Regions from separate parts of the Capra hircus genome. Here region 1 is linked to region 2. The links are chromatin contacts, called in public Hi-C maps. All regions are on one chromosome and are shown on one strand. Each heading gives the region's core, a stretch centred on a gene start, on an enhancer-like site or on the middle of the called end of the contact. The rest is flanking DNA. Distances are from core to core; before and after follow the strand shown. Region 1 holds the start of TSPAN1 (tetraspanin-1). Region 2 overlaps MAST2 (microtubule-associated serine/threonine-protein kinase 2).

Region 1 (3,313 bases), core at 204-2,703, 170 kb after region 2:
TCCCCTGGAGGAGGAAATGGTAACCCACTCCAGTATTCTTGCCTGGAGAATCCCAAGGACAGAGGAGCCCGGTGGGCTACAACCCGTGGGGTCACAATTGGACACGACTGAGCAACTGAGCACACAGCACATTCTGGATTCATTCATTCATTCATTCATTCATTCAGAAATGTGCACTTAACTTTCTGTATCTCTCTTTCCCCCTACTGAAAAAGCAGATGAAAACAGACTCTTATAGGATTATTGTGAAAGGTGAAAAAAAAACCTACGATATAAGTTACACATTGAAAACATGATCTGTACAAATATTCACGTTAACAGCCTTCCTCTCTTTCCTGTCTCTTCAGCTGCCTCCTCCCATTATAAAAACAAATTAAAAATCTTCCACCCCACACCCCCTCTGGCTGTGACTCTCTTTGTTCTGAACTTTTCACTCTGTGGTCATTCGCTTATGTCCCAGAATGGGAAGAAAAATCTCATTTTTAATCTCATCTTAAAACCCTGTAACTATCCTGTTATACAGACCAGGAAATAGAGGCTCAAACCCAAGTCTAAGAAATGCCCCCAGGGTCACACAGCTAATAAGCAACAGAACCAGGATTGGAGCACTTGGCTTGAGTGACTTAAAAGCCAAAGCTTTCCCAGCAGCTCAACATCAGCAGCCGGGAAAGGACTCGTGAAGATGGGGATAACAGAGCTGCAGAGCTTTCAGGGGAGGGCAGCGCTTTTGTGGGACCATGGTGCCCTCTGCTGGTAGGAATGGAAGGGGTGTATACAGAATGCTGAGAGGACAGAGGAGAGAAAAAGTGTGGGGAGGGAGGAAAGACGCAGAGAGAGAAAAGATGGGTTGAAGTTTCGTGGAGGGAGAAAGAGGAAGAGTCGTTTGTTTGCCACTCAGAGGAGGGGAAGAAAATGCCAAGCCTGGTCACTTCCTTGAAAGCATGTGTGGGCATGCCTGCCTGAGTGTGTGGGGTGTGTGTGTGTGTGTGTGTGTGTGTGTGTGTGAGAGAGAGAGAGAGAGTTTCAGGATGTATCTCAGATGTTGCTCTGCGGACTGTCGCTAGGAGCCAGCCCACACGGAGTTCACAGGTGTGTGTGCCTATGCAAGTGTGCATTGCGTGTGTGGGTGTGAGTATACAGCTTGGGCAGGCGTGTGTACCTGCGAGCATGTAGGATGTGTCCGGCCGACTCGGCAGGTGCAGGTTAGGAAGCAGCTGTGCCTTGCTGTGGAAGGTACACGGTTCTAGGGGGCTGCTCGCCTCAGCCCCAGACAGCTGTCTTACTCAGATCAGGAGGGGCGTTGTTGTGCTTGGCGTTGCCAGGCGGAGGCCAGAGGCTGCCGGGGCTGCGGGGAGGAAGCGGCAAGCAGCAGGGGGCAGCAGGGGCAGGCCAGCCGGGGGCGGGGGGCGGGCAGAAGGAGCCTTTAAAGCTCCTGCCCCGCCCACAGGTGAACAGTGCCGGGAGAGCCAGCGCCGTCTCCCGCCTGCCCACTCAGTGGCAGTTCCCCTGGAGCTGTGGTCCTCTCTGGAGCCTCAGCGGATCCCTCTTACAGAACTTACTACCAGGACCCCTGACCAGGTGATGGCATAGGATAGACTCTCCTGCGAAGAGAGAGCAATCTGGAAACAGGTTTGGGGAGCTGGAAGGGCCATGGGGAGGGTCCTGGAAGAGTCTAGGATTGGTCTGGGGTGGTGGGAGTGGAAAGTCCAGGGTAAGCTGGAGCCAGGTAACGACATGGAGTGACCCTGAAGTGGGGGAATCAGGCTTGGGGTGCGTGTGGGATGGACACATGTGGGATGTTAGAATTTCAAAGTGTCAGGTGTTAGTAGAGGTCCTGGGCAGTACAGAAAGTTAGGGGTATCAGGATGGGAACTGGGGAAAATCCTGAGGTGTCAGAGTCCAGAGACATCAGAGTCCAGAGGCAGAAGCTCGGTAAATATGTGAGTCCAGGATGCTGGAGTCTGGTATGTCAGTCCAGGCTGGGGGAGGCGGGCAGGGAGCGAGATCCTAATTCCCACATGTCTGCCTCCCAGGAGCCACCATGGGGTGCTTCAGCTTCATTAAGGTCATGATGATCCTCTTCAACATGCTCATCTTTGTAAGTATGGGGTTTATGGGTTCTTTGGGGTTCCCTACAGGAGTGGGTCTTAGCCTGAGTAGAGCCCCTACTGGGGAATAAGAGATTGCTATGTCCACACTCTTCCTGAAAGTTTCTCCTGATGATGAGATGTGGAAGTCTCCCTGAAGGCTGAGTCTTGGCTCCAGGAGCAGCCTAGCTGCCGCACAACCTGGGGTGGAGAAGTTTAGGGGCATCCTCTCCTTCCAGGAAGTTTCAGGCTTAGAGCAGGGCAGAGTAGGCTAACAGGCTGGGGCCTCAGGGAGGGGCAGGGGTTTGCCCAAGATCACCTAGCATGGAAGGAAATTCAGTGGCCTGTGTATGATGGGGAGCCAAAAGCCGAGAAGGTCCAGAGATATGGGAGTAGAGTTTCAGCTGCAAGCGGAATTTGTTGTATTTTTTCAACAAACACTGCCTAAAACTCTGTGCCCTCAGGGATCCTGGGTCCAACAGGCCAGATAGGCAGCCAGTTTTCCATATGTGTGGTCTGATCACAGAGCGCATTGGAGGGGCTTGAACCCTGCCTAGTCAGAGAAGACTTCTAGAAGGAAATAGCTGAGGCTAGGAATTTGCACGTAGTGAGGGGGTTGGTAAAGCATGCAAAAAGGCCCAGAGGCAATGAAATCAGATATTGTTCAGAAAACCAGGGACAGACTGTATAGGGCATGTTTGAGGAAGCTGAGCAATGAGGCATGAATCTAGAGATGGTGGTAAAATTGGGGAGAAATGGACAACATGGACAAAGGACAAAGCCCTTGGATGGTGGCTGAGGATGGAGGAAGGGGCAAGCGAGACAGAGGTCTTGGAGATAATGACCGCATCTCCTCTCCGTTGAGAGCAAACCTGGTGGGTACTTCACCAGCAGCCATGTACCCAGTGGACTTGCAGCTCAGGATATTTGGAAGTCGTGTGCCCATAGGTGGTCACTGAAGCCATGGGCAGGGTGCGCACACACAGGGTGAGTGAACTCCAGGAAACTCAGTTTCTAAGGGGTAAACAGAGAAAAGGCTACCAGGAAGCAAATGGAGAAAGAGCATAAGGAAGCAAAGCAGGAAAGCAAGGTGTCAGAAAGTCAAGGAGGATACACCCATGGCTGAGCACAGGTTGTCACCAGAGACCTTGAAGCCTCAGGAGACTGGGTGAGAGTGAGCAAAGCATGAGGAAATGGAGGTATGAAGTGCAGGTGAATTTGGAGGA
Region 2 (3,400 bases), core at 591-3,090:
GGGAGGTTCTGTGAGCCGAGCCCCCGAGGAGGCCTGGGCTGGAGGAGGGAGGCCGCTGGGCCCTCCACCCTCGGCCTCGTGTCTCCCAGATTACGGAAGCGGCTGTCGGTGTCCGAGTCGTCCCACACCGAGAGCGACTCCAGCCCTCCACTCACAGTGCGGCGCCACTGCTCGGGCCTCCTGGACGTGCCTCGCTTCCCGGAGGGCACTGAGGAGGCTGTTGGCGCCCCCAGGAGGCAGCAGCAGGAGGGTGCATGGCTTCTGACCCCGTCTGGAGAGGGGGCGTCTGGGCCTGCTGTGGAACGGCCGGCCGAGCGGCGGCTGAAGCTGGATGAGGAGCCTGCTGGCCAGAGCAGCGCCCCCAGCCCAGGTGCGGCCCCGCGAGTGGAGGGCCTGGCTGGGGTGCTGCGGGGGGCCCGGAGTGGAGGCTCAGCTGCACAGTGGACCCCATTGCTCGCTTGGTCCACAGCCATGGAGACCCGAGGAGGCCGCGGAACCCCACAGCTGGCGGAGGGAGCCACAGCCAAGGCCATCAGCGACCTGGCGGTGCGCAGGGCCCGCCAGCGGCTGCTCTCTGGGGACTCCATAGAAAAGCGCACCGCTCGCCCCATCAACAAAGTGATCAAGTCCGCCTCAGCCACAGCCCTGTCCCTTCTCATTCCTGCCGGTGAGGCCCCCGGGGAGTGAAGACCAAGGTTCATAGCAAGGGCCTTGGCCTCTCTATGGGCCTGTGGCCAGGGCTCTGACCCCAGCAGGTGTGTCTGTGTGTTGTGTTGAGGAGCAGGTGTCAGAAAGACTGCGTGTCACTGCTGTCCGTTTGTTAAGGGACTGAGGATCAGTCTCGGGTTGTGTGTGTGCGCACCAGAAGGCAGATAGCACTTTGTGGCAAGTGCAGGCTCCAAGCCAGAGAGCTTACATTCAGATCCTGGCTCCATCTCTAAAGGGCCCTTGATCTTGAGGAAGTTGCTTAACCCCTTTGAGCTTCAAATTCCTCATCAAAAAATGTGAATATCCATAATGGTAGCTCATAGGATAATTGTGACATTCAAGTATGAAGTACTTGTATGGTCCCTAGAACATATAAGTAAGCGCTTAGTAAATGCTTGCTGCCATTTTCCATCACCTCCTGGGTCTGTGAGGGTCTGGGCACATGAGGGGGCTTTGCTGTTCGGAGGCTGTGGGGAAAACAGGCCTGGAGGCAGGCTCTGTGACTAGAGCTGTGTGGGGGCAACAGCCCAGATGGGCTGGGCTCAAGCGTGGACCTGCTAAGTCCCAGCTTCTCCTTCTCCAGAGCACCACTCCTGCTCTCCACTGGCCAGCCCCATGTCCCCACATTCCCAGTCATCCAACCCATCATCCAGGGACTCTTCTCCAAGCAGGGACTTCCTGCCAGCCCTCAGCAGCTCACGGCCCCCCATCGTCATCCACCGAGCCGGCAAGAAGTATGGCTTCACCCTACGAGCCATCCGTGTCTACATGGGTGACTCAGATGTCTACACCGTGCACCACATGGTGTGGGTATGTCGGGCCATCCAGACCTGTTGTCCCCCAACTTCATCACTCCTCTTCCTTCCTCTTACTAGGGCCTGTCTGTCCCTGCCCACACCACCCTCCAGGGTCAAAGGGTGGGGCGGAGAGGGGTCACAGCTTGATGAGCAGAAGTAGGCCCACCCTTCATGCCCAGGCTCCAGACTGAGGACTGTTCTCTCCCCGGCACAGCACGTGGAGGATGGAGGTCCAGCCAGTGAGGCAGGGCTGCGTCAGGGGGACCTCATCACGCACGTCAACGGGGAGCCTGTGCATGGGCTGGTGCACACGGAGGTGGTGGAGCTGATCCTGAAGGTCAGTGCTGGGAGTGCCACCTGCAACCCCTGCATGACCCCAGCCTTGAGTCTGTGACTGGCCGTAGGGGAGTGGGGCACACGCACAGCTGGCACTTAAGATAGGCGCCCATACACATGGGTGTGGCTGGAGCAGAGGGTTTTCCCTGGAAGGTGACACCCTCCTTGATCAAGGCGGGGATCCTGCCGAGCTGTGGAATTGAACACAGGCCTGTGAGCCTCTTCTCTCTCTTCCCAACCCTGAGCCACTCGGGCTCCAGTGGAGCTGTTTCCTGGTCTGTGAAGAGGGGAGGCGGTCCCTGTTTCAGACCTGGTGCTGCAGAGGCAGAAACTCATGCTGTGGACAGCCGTGCCAGGTGCGAGGGACCGGGGCAGGAACATGGCCACGGCCTTAGTCTAGGCGCATGCTCTGTTCCCCAGAGTGGAAACAAGGTGTCTATTTCAACAACTCCCCTGGAGAACACGTCCATTAAGGTGGGGCCTGCTCGGAAGGGCAGCTACAAGGCCAAGATGGCCCGAAGGAGCAAGCGGAGCCGGGGCAAGGATGGACAAGAAAGGTGAGCCAGACTCAGCCACGGGGGTCCACTCTGAGCCACGCCAGGGCCGGTGTGCGCCGGGCACCCCAGCCCCGGGCCCAGTGTGTGCTGTGCCCCGGTCAGAACTCAGACCACCTCTGACCTCATCTCTGCAGCAGAAAAAGGAGCTCCCTGTTCCGGAAGATCACCAAGCAGGCATCCCTGCTCCACACCAGCCGCAGCCTTTCTTCCCTTAACCGCTCCCTGTCATCTGGCGAGAGTGGGCCAGGCTCGCCCACACACAGCCACAGCCTTTCTCCCCGCTCTCCCACGCAGGGCTACCGGGTGACCCCTGAAGCCGTGCACTCAGGTATGGAGAGTTCCCTGCAAGTCGCAGAGCAGCCCCTTGGAGGTGGCAGAGTCCAGGGCCCTCTGTGCATCTCACCCATCCCTCTCCAAGGCTCTTGCTCAGCCCACCCCCAGCAGATCCAAAAGTCCTGGGGAGGAGGTGACAGGCGAGGGATGACCTCATGTCTGTAGCCCGAGCTCTGGTTCCCTGGTGGGGTCACCTTGATGATCTGGGACATTCCAGGGCTAAGCCCTGTTTTTCCCCTCAGTCACTTCTAAGAGCTAACTCCTCTACCTCTGTGTGTGTGTCTGTCTGTGCAAAGTTGGGGGGAATTCATCACAGAGCAGCTCCCCCAGCTCCAGCGTGCCCAGTTCTCCCGCTGGCTCTGGGCACACACGGCCGAGCTCCCTCCACGGTCTGGCGCCCAAGCTCCAACGCCAGTACCGCTCTCCACGGCGCAAGTCGGCAGGCAGCATCCCGCTGTCACCACTGGCCCACACCCCTTCACCACCGCCAGCAGCTTCACCTCAGCGTTCCCCATCACCTCTCTCTGGCCATGGGGCCCAGGCCTTCCCCGCCAAGCTCCACTTGTCGCCTCCCCTAGGCCGGCAACTCTCACGGCCCAAGAGCGCAGAGCCACCCCGCTCACCACTACTTAAGAGGGTGCAGTCGGCTGAAAAACTGGCGGCTGCACT

Evidence for each region. A called contact is a pair of places that touch in the nucleus more often than the background predicts.
Region 1: a contact with region 2 is called in a Hi-C map of blood, with 8 times the contacts expected there. The contact joins the promoter of TSPAN1 here to the enhancer-like site in region 2. A contact is called at or near these places in 3 of 5 Hi-C or Micro-C datasets (blood and liver).

The regions. Positions count from the first base shown.
Region 1 is chr3:20,855,516-20,858,828 of ARS1.2, forward strand. TSPAN1 (tetraspanin-1) reads left to right here and starts at 1,454. Exons shown (of 8, transcript XM_005678519.3): 1 at 1,454-1,578; 2 at 2,034-2,098. The coding sequence starts at 2,042.
Region 2 is chr3:20,687,256-20,690,655 of ARS1.2, forward strand. It overlaps MAST2 (microtubule-associated serine/threonine-protein kinase 2), which reads left to right. Exons shown (of 29, transcript XM_018043683.1): 23 at 90-370; 24 at 470-667; 25 at 1,292-1,518; 26 at 1,720-1,842; 27 at 2,262-2,398; 28 at 2,533-2,726; 29 at 3,028-3,400. Among named protein-coding and RNA genes, the nearest start is that of TRNAC-ACA, 75 kb to the right of the region's middle. Within about 2 kb of position 1,841, at least 1 of the 5 cell types and tissues checked has an H3K27ac peak or open chromatin away from gene starts, as enhancers often do.